Regions from separate parts of the Sus scrofa genome. Here all the other regions are linked to region 3. A link is a contact called in public Hi-C and HiChIP or PLAC-seq data. All regions are on one chromosome and are shown on one strand. Each heading gives the region's core, a stretch centred on a gene start, on an enhancer-like site or on the middle of the called end of the contact. The rest is flanking DNA. Distances are from core to core; before and after follow the strand shown. Region 1 holds the start of PEBP1 (phosphatidylethanolamine-binding protein 1). Region 2 holds the start of VSIG10 (V-set and immunoglobulin domain-containing protein 10). Region 3 holds the start of TAOK3 (serine/threonine-protein kinase TAO3).

The links. A called contact is a pair of places that touch in the nucleus more often than the background predicts. HiChIP or PLAC-seq counts read pairs in DNA pulled down with a chosen protein or histone mark.
Region 1: an H3K27ac HiChIP or PLAC-seq map of alveolar macrophages shows a contact between it and region 3. The contact joins the promoter of PEBP1 here to the promoter of TAOK3 in region 3. A contact is called at or near these places in 5 of 5 promoter capture datasets (fetal liver, fetal skeletal muscle, liver and 1 more), 10 of 47 Hi-C or Micro-C datasets (alveolar macrophages, embryonic fibroblasts, heart right ventricle and 5 more) and 2 of 2 datasets of contacts at active chromatin or transcription factors (alveolar macrophages and skeletal muscle).
Region 2: a Hi-C map of embryonic fibroblasts shows a contact between it and region 3, with 4 times the contacts expected there. The contact joins the promoter of VSIG10 here to the promoter of TAOK3 in region 3. A contact is called at or near these places in 3 of 5 promoter capture datasets (fetal skeletal muscle and liver), 17 of 47 Hi-C or Micro-C datasets (brain, embryonic fibroblasts, epiblast stem cells and 9 more) and 2 of 2 datasets of contacts at active chromatin or transcription factors (alveolar macrophages and skeletal muscle).

What each region holds. Positions count from the first base shown.
Region 1 is chr14:34,528,263-34,532,047 of Sscrofa11.1, forward strand. PEBP1 (phosphatidylethanolamine-binding protein 1) reads right to left here and starts at 1,976. Exons shown (of 4, transcript XM_003132890.3): 1 at 1,664-1,976; 2 at 83-192. The coding sequence starts at 1,798.
Region 2 is chr14:34,556,649-34,560,300 of Sscrofa11.1, forward strand. VSIG10 (V-set and immunoglobulin domain-containing protein 10) reads left to right here and starts at 1,512. Exons shown (of 10, transcript XM_001924427.5): 1 at 1,512-2,255; 2 at 2,460-2,683. The coding sequence starts at 2,605.
Region 3 is chr14:34,320,591-34,324,147 of Sscrofa11.1, forward strand. It overlaps TAOK3 (serine/threonine-protein kinase TAO3), which reads left to right and starts at 1,426. Exons shown (of 21, transcript XM_001924400.7): 1 at 1,426-1,740.

The DNA of each region.
Region 1 (3,785 bases), core at 726-3,225, 210 kb after region 3:
GCATGTCCAGCAAGGGACTTGGTGCAAGAAGCCCCATGTCACATGTGGATGACCTGATGTTCCCCATCTTTTCCCAACTTGCCTGTATTTGGGGTCCTTCCTGCTGGGAGCATCCGGGTCTGTCAAGACCAAGGTGTAGAGTTTATCTGGATTCAGTCCATCCCATGTAATGCTGGTGGGCCTGCTCTTAACCTGTAGGAAGGAATGGATTTGAAATTTATTTATTTATGTATTTATATATATATATATATTTTTTATGTCTTTTTGTCTTTTGTTGTTGTTGTTGTTGCTATTTCTTGGGCCGCTCCCGCGGCATATGGAGCTTCCCAGGCTAGGGGTTGAATCGGAGCTGTAGCCACCGGCCTACGCCAGAGCCACAGCAACGCAGGATCCGAGCCGAGTCTGCAACCTACACCACAGCTCATGGCAACGCCGGATCATTAACCCACTGAGCAAGGGCAGGGACCGAACCCACAACCTCATGGTTCCTAGTCGGATTCGTTAACCACTGCGCCACGACGGGAACTCCCGATTTGAAATTTAAAAGTCAGAAATGCTGAAGAAATCAATACTCTTTTTTTGACCTCATATTCCTCAAAGGTCAAGCAGAATAAATTGTTAATAAAAACTCAAGTGTACTGACGCTACTAAGGAGCTGAAGTTTAATATACGTTATTTATTTTAGTCTCGACAACACTATGGGGCTAATATCCTAGCATGTTATTAACAGAAAGAGATGGGTCAGGATTTAAACCCTGATACTGAGTTCTCTCAAGTACAACCTGAAATAACAGGATCTTTAGATTGCTGACACATTTCCTAGGGCCTGCTAAAGTGAAATCTGAATTAACTGGATGTTTAAAAATGCAGAGAAAATGAGAAAGCCGAGACGGGCAGACGTGAACAGTGAGTCCGGGAAAGAGAGGCTGTGAGATGGACACTTTATATTTAAACAACAAATTCTAAACATTTAAACCAATAAACCACCCGAGCAGTTTATTCACACCGTTGCCTCGGAGCTTCTAGACCAACAGCTTGCCACAATGTCAGGATTCTCCACTCCAGAAGCAGCCAGAATCAGGCTGCGCTTCAGCCTTGGGCGTCAAAGGCCAAACGGTAAATAAAGCAAGGCGGTTACCCTCGAGCCTTCCAGCTGCGGAACGTACTTACTTTGGGTGGCTTCAGGCCACAGATCGCTAAAACAAAGGACGATCGCCGAGAACTGCCGAATACTGGTTACATAATGCGTCATATGCCCTCGGGTGGAGCTCTTACTCCCGAAATTAAGGCCTAAAACCCCCTGGCCCTAGGGGAGGCTCTGGGGGCTTGTGGGCAGCCACTGACCTCTCCCGCCGGCGACTGCTCTCTCCCCGCCCCTACCCCAGCGATCTAGGTTGTCTCCAGACCTACGCCACTGCCAGCTCCTCGAAATCTCCAGGAAAATAGATCCATTTCCCCTGCAGGCCGTGCCCCGCCCTCCACGTGCCGGATTCCCGGGGCCCGGAAGGTCCGCAAACCTGCGGCACGGGAACCGCGACCCCCTTTCCTCGGTGGATCCGCCGCACGGAAGCTGGAACTTCCTCCTCACACCCGCTGGGTCCCCGCTCTGCCGGCCTGAGGGCCTGCCGGCCTCAGACAGCTGTACCCCCTCCGACTCGGGTACCTGGGTAGGTGTCAGCACTTTGCCCAGCTCGTCGACCTCAGCCCCGCCGTATTTGACCTGCAGCGGGTGCTGTGGCCGCTCGTCCACTTCCTGCAGGCTCAAGGGCCCGGACCACTTGCCGAGGTCCACTGGCATCGCAGGGTCGAGCGGGGCGCAGTGCAGGAAGAGCAGCAGAAGTAACACGCAGCGAAGCTGCACTGGGCTCAAAGCGCTTTCCAAATTGGACGGAGGCAACGCTGGTCAAGAGGCCCTGGAGCGCATGCGCTTGAGCAGCGCCCCGCCCCGCTCCTCCAGTCGCTGGCAAGGGTGGGCCTCATTGTGCCCTCTGATTGGTCGAGCCCGGATCGTCCGGCGCGCCAGGTCAATGCAGCAGGATTGGCCTTTCTTTTTGCAAGAAGGCGCTTGCAACCTGCCACCCGCGGTGTTCCCAAACACTGTGCCAGAGCTTGCAGAACTCTTTTTTCAAGATGTACATTTGAGCTATCTTTAATTTTTTTAAAAACCTTTTTGCATGGTTTTTTGCTCCACTTTTCTAAACGCAGAAATGGTAAGGCCTTGCTTTTCTTTTGCATTTCTTAAAACAAGTGTCATTGCACAGCCGCGCTGTATTTCGCGCATGCTCACTGGTTTCCGAAAACTGGGAGAGGACCTAAGGTAACTTTTGAGCATTTTTTCCCCAACAAATATATTTGCACATATATTTGATCCCCCTACACCCACTGGATCCAGACAAGATTCCTGGGAAATGATGGGGTGGTTTTTTCTTTTTTAGTTGTTATTTGTTATTTGAGGGAAAAAATTTTAACCTGTCTATCCAGTTCAATAAGGATGAAGTTAGCCACTGCAGTCCCCATTCTACAATACACCGTGAATGGAATTCAAAACAAGAAGAGAATGAGGCACTCCGGTTTGGAAGAAAAAGGCAAAACACTCAGATATACTCCAGGAGAATTTTTTTTATGAATCCAGATTCTTTCCTCTTCCCATACTTAGAAAAGCACTAAGCTCGTGAACTGAAATATCTGCTCCCAGTGACTAGTAGCAACCTTCTACCAAGATGGATGCTTGATTGAATGTACCCCTTAGTCAAAAAATGTGCAGGAGTTCCCATCGTGGCTAGTGGTTAATGAATCCGACTAGGAACCATGAGGTTGCAGGTTCAATCCCTGGCCTTGCTCAGTGGGTTAAGGATCCAGTGTTGCCTTGAGCTATGATGTAGGTTGCAGACGCGGCTCGGATCCCGAGTTGCTGTGGCTCTGGCGTAGGCCTCCGGCGGCTACAGCTCCAATTCAACCCCTAGCCTGGGAACCTCCATATGCCGCGGAAACGGCCCAAGAAATGGCAAAAAGACCCCCACCACCACCCCGCGCACGCAAAAATAAAAGTACATATCCTGGCCCCCTACCTCTTTCAAGCAGTTCCTCAGAGCTATCTGAAAGGGAGCCTCTGTCTTCAGTAGTCCTTAGTAAGACACGAAATAAAACTCAACTTACAGTTGTTATGTTGTGCAGTTTTTTGTTTTTAGTTGACAAACCATAGTTACTAGGCCTACTTTGTTGACAAGTGACTCTGCCTCAAAACTGCTCTCCCTGTGGCCACCAATTTCTTTTTATTATATATGACTGGCACTATTTAAATCCAGTCCTTATCTAATTTGACCTTAGGACAGCCTTTGAGTTTAATAATTCTGACCAGGTAATAAAAAGTTGTCTGTTGTTTTTATTTCCTCTAGGAAATAATACAAGTTCATTGTAGAAAATTCAGATTTAAAAACCCGTAGAAGTAAATAAAAACTGCTTCTATTCCACTACTTGGACATAAACAATGGTAACAATTTGGAGTATATCTTTCAAATTTTAAAGTTAGAAGTATAAATAATTTTGTTCTGTTTATTCACCAAAAAAACCGCACTTACTATATACCTTTGTAGAATATCTATCTGTATGGCAAATAGATCTTCATTAATTCAATGGCTTAGTCTATTCTAGATGCACCAGAATTTATTTATTCAACAAACTTCTTGATGTTGGACATTTATGCTGTTTTATCATTTTTTCACTTTACAAATATCACTGAAATAAGTGTATGTATGTTTTAGAAAAATTTTATTAGGGGCTAGCTA
Region 2 (3,652 bases), core at 262-2,761, 240 kb after region 3:
CCCAAACTGGAGAGAGTGAATGTTTCCTGGGCTAGCTCTGTCCCACACTGACTGTTGTCTGGAGGCTTCCTTTGAGGCCTGGTGACAGCCAAATCATCCAGGCTATAACAGCAAAAAAAAAAAAGACTGTAAAGAAAAAAAAAATATTGCCTGCCATTTCATTTCTACAGGGATCAAGCCATGAGACACTGCGGTGGCCTTCTGGGGAATTCAGGAATTAGAAAACCAGGAAACATTCTGTGCTTTGGATATACAGGCCCCTAAATAGTAAAGATGAGTACCTAAGGAAAAATTTCAAAGGACCCCAGATTCTTGCATCTTCCCATACAAAGAAAAACACTAACATCATTAACTTGAGATGTCTGTTCTTCCAGCCAAAAAGTTCTAACACATCCTGGCTCCCTCCCTTTTCTCTTGGAGCTGTTCCTCAGACCTGTCTGAAACTGTCTCTGTGGCTGTGGTGCTCAGTAAGTTTTCAGAATAAAACTTAACTCACAAGTTTTATACTGTGCATTTTTCTTTCAAGTTGACAAGACCAAGGCAGCCTTAGCATAAGTGACAAGATTGGCATATTGGCGGGAATTGGAGTCACACAGACATGGGTTCCAGTCCTGGTTTTACCACCAACTGGCTTGGTGACCTGGAGTTTAACCCCCAGCTGGAGGTTTCTCACTTGTAAAATGGGATTGAATGATTCTTCAGGTCCAAGGGTTGGAAGGACGGCCCAGTGAGATTAAGACTCTAAAGTTGCTTTAGAAAAAGTTCCCAGCTATGCAAAAGTGAGGTGCTGTAATCACTGCTGTAAAACATTGTGTAGGAGGTTGATCCTTCTGACAGTGGAGAGCTGGGCCTAAGCACCGAGCATTTGATTCAGCAAATATACCAGGAGGGCCTACTCTGAGCAAGTTCCCCTTGAGGTACTGTCAGGGTCACAGAAAATTCCAGACCCTCAACAGAACACTCACCACTTACTGATTTTATTCATATCTTGTTAACTTAAGGTGAGGATGTGAGGTATTCGTCAGAAAAGCTTGAGGAGCTGCAAGGAAATTTCATTTGCTTATTTAACATATATTGGGTGGTAACCAAGCTGCCAGGCTCTGGGAATAAAGGATGGTGAGGTGAATCATGGAGAGGCTTGACTTTCCATCACAAAGTAAAAAGATGAAAAACAAAAGCAAAAGTGGGAGAGGAAAGAGGAAAACTGTCAGGAGCTGGCTGAAGAGGTAAAATCACTGAGCAAAAGTGGGAAAAAAAGGAACTTTATGCAACTTTATGGCTCAGTTCATGGGCGAAAAATGCTTCTTCACTGGTTTCAAGAGGATTTCCTCATGGGAGAAGTATTTCAGTAAGGCACTTTTGGGCAACAGAGTGAATGATTTTCTTATAGCATTTTGTCCCCCCCCCAACATTTTATGATGAGGTGACGAGAAAATTTTCAAACACAGAAAAGTCCAAAGAATGGGAACATTCCTAGACTTCCTGCAGTCTACAGTTAATATGTCACTGTATTAGTTGCAGTTTTTTGTTTTTTTGGCTTTTTTTTTTTTTAAGACGAAGTTTCTGGTACAGCTGTTTCAGGGAGCACGTCTTCCTAAAGAGATTGTAACCCTGTTTTCCCCAGGACAGAAGAATGGGATGGGGGTATGGTGGGAAGAGGGGTATTTTAGCCCGGGAATGTAGCTCTCTGGGAACCAGACTGGATGGGGGCGGGGGAATTAAAAGGGAAAAACAAAAAAGCTCTCGAGAACCCAGTTCCGCTGAACCTGGGCCCTCACTCTTACTGTGAGGTCTCATCCAGTTAACCGGAGGACCTGAGTCTCGTGGCTGCTCTTGGCTGGAAGGTCTAAGGGATCATCTTTCTTCTGATCTAGACTTGCTTCCTTCTGCAAAGGGTTGAGAAGGGCAGCGATGGCGGCCCCGGCGCCCGCCCGGAGCACAGGGAAACAAATGAAAATCTCTAGAGCAGCTCAGCCGAAAGAACCCTGAATTCTGCAGCTTGGCAGCCGGCCCCTTCGCGACGCCCCTCCGGGTGCAGCAGCTAGAGCGCCCGGGAGGCAGCAGCCAACGGGCCGGGGCGGGGGTGTCCTCCTGCGGCAGCTGCAGGGATCTACCCGGCCCAGCTGGCCGCGCGACTCTCGGCCGCCGTCCCGGGCGGAGTGGGCTCTGGGAGGGACCAGCCTCAGCGCTCCTCCCCCGCCGGTCCGGACCCGACTCGGCGCGCCCTCTGCAGAAAGCCCTCCTCTCCGGGCGAGGTAGGGGAAGTTGAACTCCCGCCTGGATGGGAGGCGGGAGGGAGCCCGACTCCTGTTGTTTTCCGCGAGCCGGAGTGGGTGGCGGGCGCAGGGGGCGGGGTGCACCCTCCCACCCTGGCCGGGCGCTCCCGAGAGAGAGTCGCGCTCGGAACCCAGCGCAGCTGCTAGCCTCACACATCGAGTTCACCCAAGCATCCTTCGTAGGGGCTGCGGAAAGTGGAGCTACTCAGTCGTTCCGAGGACCTGGGAGGAGCACTCAGTACCCCAGGGGCTGGGCCCTGAGGGGCGCACACCCAGCCTAGCCGGAGCCTGCGTTTCCCGAGGGGCCCCTGCCCACAACTGGGGCGAGATGGCCGCAGGCGTCCGGGTGCCGGAACCTCAGGTCCTCGTCTGCCTCTGGGCGCTCCTGACCCGCTGGGTCGTCGCAGGTAAGGGACCGCGATCTGGAGGGAAAAGTTGAGCTTTGCCAGGCAGCGGTGGGGAGCCTAGAGCCGGGGACCGAATTCCCTCCTACTCTGCGGGATCCGGTTGTGGCCTCGGCCCGGGAGTCGCCCCGGTAGGGTCTTGAGTTTCCTGCTCGCAGCTCGGTTTTTTGCAGGGAGGAATTTTCCCGGACGCTTGATGGAGGGGAGGACATCCTCACCTTCTTGGAGTGGGCAGCGGGCGAGGCTGCAAAGGGCCTGCAGAGAGGTGATGGGAAAACCATGGCACTTGAAGATGGGAAAATTGAAGAGGGAGGTGTTTATTTTTATTTTTTTTAAGCGTCAGATGTAAGTTCGAGTTCTGGTTTTACGTGCTGAGCTGGTTCTCAAACCCGAGGTTCCTTTATTTCCTCTCCTTACTCTACCCAAGGTTGAACTCGCCTTGCACCTGTAACCTGTGGATTTCCCTACACACACCACTGCAAGCGGACCTGTGTGGACTAGCGCAAAGTTGGGCTTTTCTCCCTCACTTGAAAAGCAAAACAAAACTTTTATTTTGAAATAATTTCAGACTTAAAGAAAACCTCCCCTGCACTTGACATCATCTCTTAAACTTGACATGATTGGCAAAAGGTCTTAAATGCTTCATCTATGCTCTCTGTCTTGTAACAATAAAGAATAGAAGGTTGCTTACAAAAACATAAAGAATTTTAAAAAGAATGAAAAAAAATTTTTGTATTTAGTTCACCAGCCAATGCATGTCTTTTGTGTGCAGGGTGGTGTGACATGCAATGAGAGGAATGGAGTGGAGGGAAAGGAGATGTTAGTTTGCCAGAATACTTGCAGCGTCCTATTTTCAGGGTTACCCAGTCTGGCACACAGCACACCCAGCTGATCTGTAGGTTCCTAGAGGAATTGCCCCACTGAGCTTCCTAGTGGCAAGTGCCGAAAGTTCCTAATCATGAAGCTGTCCTA
Region 3 (3,557 bases), core at 176-2,675:
GTTGATGATGGAGAGGTTTCTAAGAGTGAAGTCCTGAATGTATCTGACAAGGCTTAGGAACAAACTGTGTTCCTGAAATGAAACGATTTCTTCACAAAATGCTAAATTCTCAAAGCCCCTAAGTTTTAGGGTTTGGGGTGAAGGCAGCAGTTTTCAGTTTCCAGTATTAGTTCAACATATGTTTCACAAAAATATAAAGTATGGCTCTGAATTAAAACATGCACTTTCACCCCTGGCAAGCACAATGTTTCAGTTTGGGTCAAGATGGGTCTCTGGTTATCACCAGTAGCACTTAGGTCAAAGTTCATTATACTTTGGCCATTAGTTACCGCAAAAATCATAAAATCATTTCACAGGGCCCTGAGAAAAAATATGTTGAAGAGGTTTGCTGAAGCCTCCCTGAAGGGTTCCCCTACCAAACAGTTCCTGTTCCTAGTTTTTTTTTTTTTTTTTTTTTTTAGGGCCACACCAGCAGCCTATGAAAGTTTCTGGGCTAGGGGTCCAATCGGAGCTACAGTTGCTGGCCTACACCACAGCCACAGCAATGCCAGATCCTAGCCGCATCTGTGAACCTACACTACAGCTCATGGCAATGCCAAATTCTTAGCCCACTGAGCAAGGCCAGGGATCAAACCCAAATTCTCATGGTTCCTAGTCGGGTTCATTAACTGTTGAGCCACGACGGAAACTCCCTTACTTGTAATTATTATCATAACCCTCAAACTGAGTATTTCTTAACTTTGGTCTTGTAACTATGAAAACGCTCCCTGACAGTGCTAAATGCCTAGTTGTGCATACTATGCATCTAGGAGGTAGATTTTTTTTTCCCATCAACATCATTATACTGATGTCTGCGGAATGCAATGTAAGGAAGTGTAACTCCCTTGCCAAAGATATAAAAGCGGTTAAATACAGGAAACGTTCACAAGTCCTGAGTGAATAATTGCTGTTATCGATTTACGGCAGAATTATTTAGAAAGCTGTGCCAGGTCTAACGGGGAAATCGGGACCGCCTTAAAGGCTCTCGCATGGTGGTCTCCCAGAGTCCCAAGGGGCCTTGGCCTCTGGGAGTCTCCCCAGAAAAATAAAGGCTCAGAGGGGAGTGCCATGAACTTTGACCCCAACACAGCGCAAACAAGGACGACCGCACCCGAGGCGGGCCAGTGGGTGAGTGAAGTTGCAAGGTCTTCCGCGTCTGAGGAAACCCCGCCCCTCCCGGTCCCGCCCACATTCAACTCCGCCAATCCTCAAGCACCATCGACAGCTCTGCTTCCAAGGCACCTCCAATCAAGTACCTATATCTGGCCCTAAGTCTGTGCCCCGCGATCAGGGAAGGTCAGTAGAGAGCCTATTGGAGCCTGGCTGGGGGCGTGGTCAGGGGCAGGGGGCGGGCGGACTTGGGACGGCGGGGCGGAGCGCGCTCGGCGCAGTCGGGTGCGATTGGCCATCCCTGGCAGGAGCCGCACCTCGGACAGCAGCAGCGGCTGCAGCGGGAGGGTCCGTGTGGCGCCCAGGGGCGGCGGCGGCGGCGGCGGCGGCGGCGGTGGGGTCCTGCGTGCAAGAGTGGCACCCGACGCGGAAACCGCGAGCGGAGGCTCTGCGCAGCCGGACCCGTAGCTTACCGACCGGACCTGGGGATCTTCCCGGGAACAAGCGGCAGAAGAGCGATTCGGGAACAAGTGTGGGAGAGGAAGCGGCGGCGGCGACGCCGGGCCCCGGGGTGGTGACAGCAGGTCTGAGGTGAGAGCACCGGGGCGCAGGGAGGTGACAGTGAGCCGGGGCGAAGGAACTCAGGGCGGAGTGGGGTCGGCGAGGGACCGAGTGAGGGAGTTTCGGCAGCGGGTTTGACAGTTCTGGCTGAGGAGTCTCGGAGAGGGGCCGCCCCGCGTTTCTGAGAGGAGGACCCTGAGAGGGCTTGGGACATCGGGTGTGGTGGAAGGGGACCCGAGAGAGGCCGGGACAGCGGACCAGAGGGGGGGCCCTGAGGGGAAATGGAACGATGGGTCTGAGGGGAGACCTCAAGAGGGACCGGAACAGTGCGTCTGAGGGGAGACCCCAAGAGGGACCGGGATAGAGAGACTCAAGGGAAGGGTCCCTGAAATGGGCCAGGACAGCGGGTCTGAGCCGCAAGGGGACCCCGAGAGGGCTTGAGGCAGCAGGTGTGATGGGGGACTCCGAGAGGGACTGGGGCAGTGGCTGTGACGTGAGGCGCACCCCGAGGGGGCTGGGACCCAGGTCTGAGTTGGGACCCGGGGGCTACCCGTGGAGGCGCGGCCCAGCCCCTCGTGGGTGACTATAGGGGCCTGGGTCCCGGTCGCGGCGCCAGGCGAGTCGGGGCAGCTGGCCGCCGCTCCCCGGGTGCAGTCAGCCGAGCTTCCTAAGGGCGGAGTGGGAGACTGGGGGCCGCCTGAGCCCCCGTGACTCTGTGGGAGACTCTGGGGAACGGGGATTATGTAATGAGCCGTCTCCTACTCTAACGCGCAGGCTGGAGGGTCGGGCCGAAGCATAGGAATCTTGGAAAGGGCTGGAGCGAGGGACCGCCGGACCTCTGCTCGCTGGCCCCCTGGCTTCGCGTTTGTTTCTCCGAGTTGGGCGTGGATGCCTTGAAAGTGAAGCTTCCTGACCTCGATAGCTTCATCAGAAAGTGAAAAGTTGGAAAGGGCTTCTTTAACTCTCCACAAACCAGTGGCAAGGGAAAGGGACCCTTTTGGAGATCCAGGTTTTGGACTGGTGAGGCTGTTTTGATAGACTCTTGTCTTTCTCACTTTCAACTAAGCAAGGAGCTGACAAACTTACTCAGGTTTGTCAGCACATCAGTATCAGTGTTTACGATGCAGACTTACAGGAACTGCATACTAAGTTTCACTGTTTATCTTCGTGTGTTGGAAAGACATTTGGAAGGTCAAACTAAATTTTGAAAAGAGGTATTGGAGTCGCTAAACTAACAGCATTTTCCAATTAGATTCTTCATCCTGAAAAGCCACCAGGACTGAGCTTTAGGCGTAATTCTGGGACAAGCTGAAAGAGAAAAGCCTATTTAAACCAGACACTTTATGCCCTGGTGGGAGGCAAGTGTGTGTCTATTAAAATGCTGAAACAAACAGTGGAAAGCAATGGGGGGTGGGAATTGGGGTGCAGCCTCCTACCTTGATGGATGTGAAAATTAATGACGGGGCTAGTTGTTCAGAGTATTTAGGATATGTTAATACCGCCCTGACTACCTTTCTAATATTCTCCTGAATGCACATGCTTTGTTATGGTTGTACTCTGCAGTTTGGCATTTGAATTTTTAACCTCTTTTTCTCTATTGGTGTGTTGCTTCTCCTCACCCCTTATCTTTGTGACGGGTTCTTTTTTCACGGAAGCAGACTTAGAAAATGATGGTTTGGGGAAAATACCAGGAGATGTAATTACTCTATCATTTTGTAGTTATTTAGATATCTTCTTTGTTTCAGGTTTATAATACTGTCTTATTAGAAGCCTTTGCCCATGTTCAGTAATGTGCAGCTTCCACTAAGGGGAAGAAAGAAATGTTGTATTATTTCCCAAAGACATAA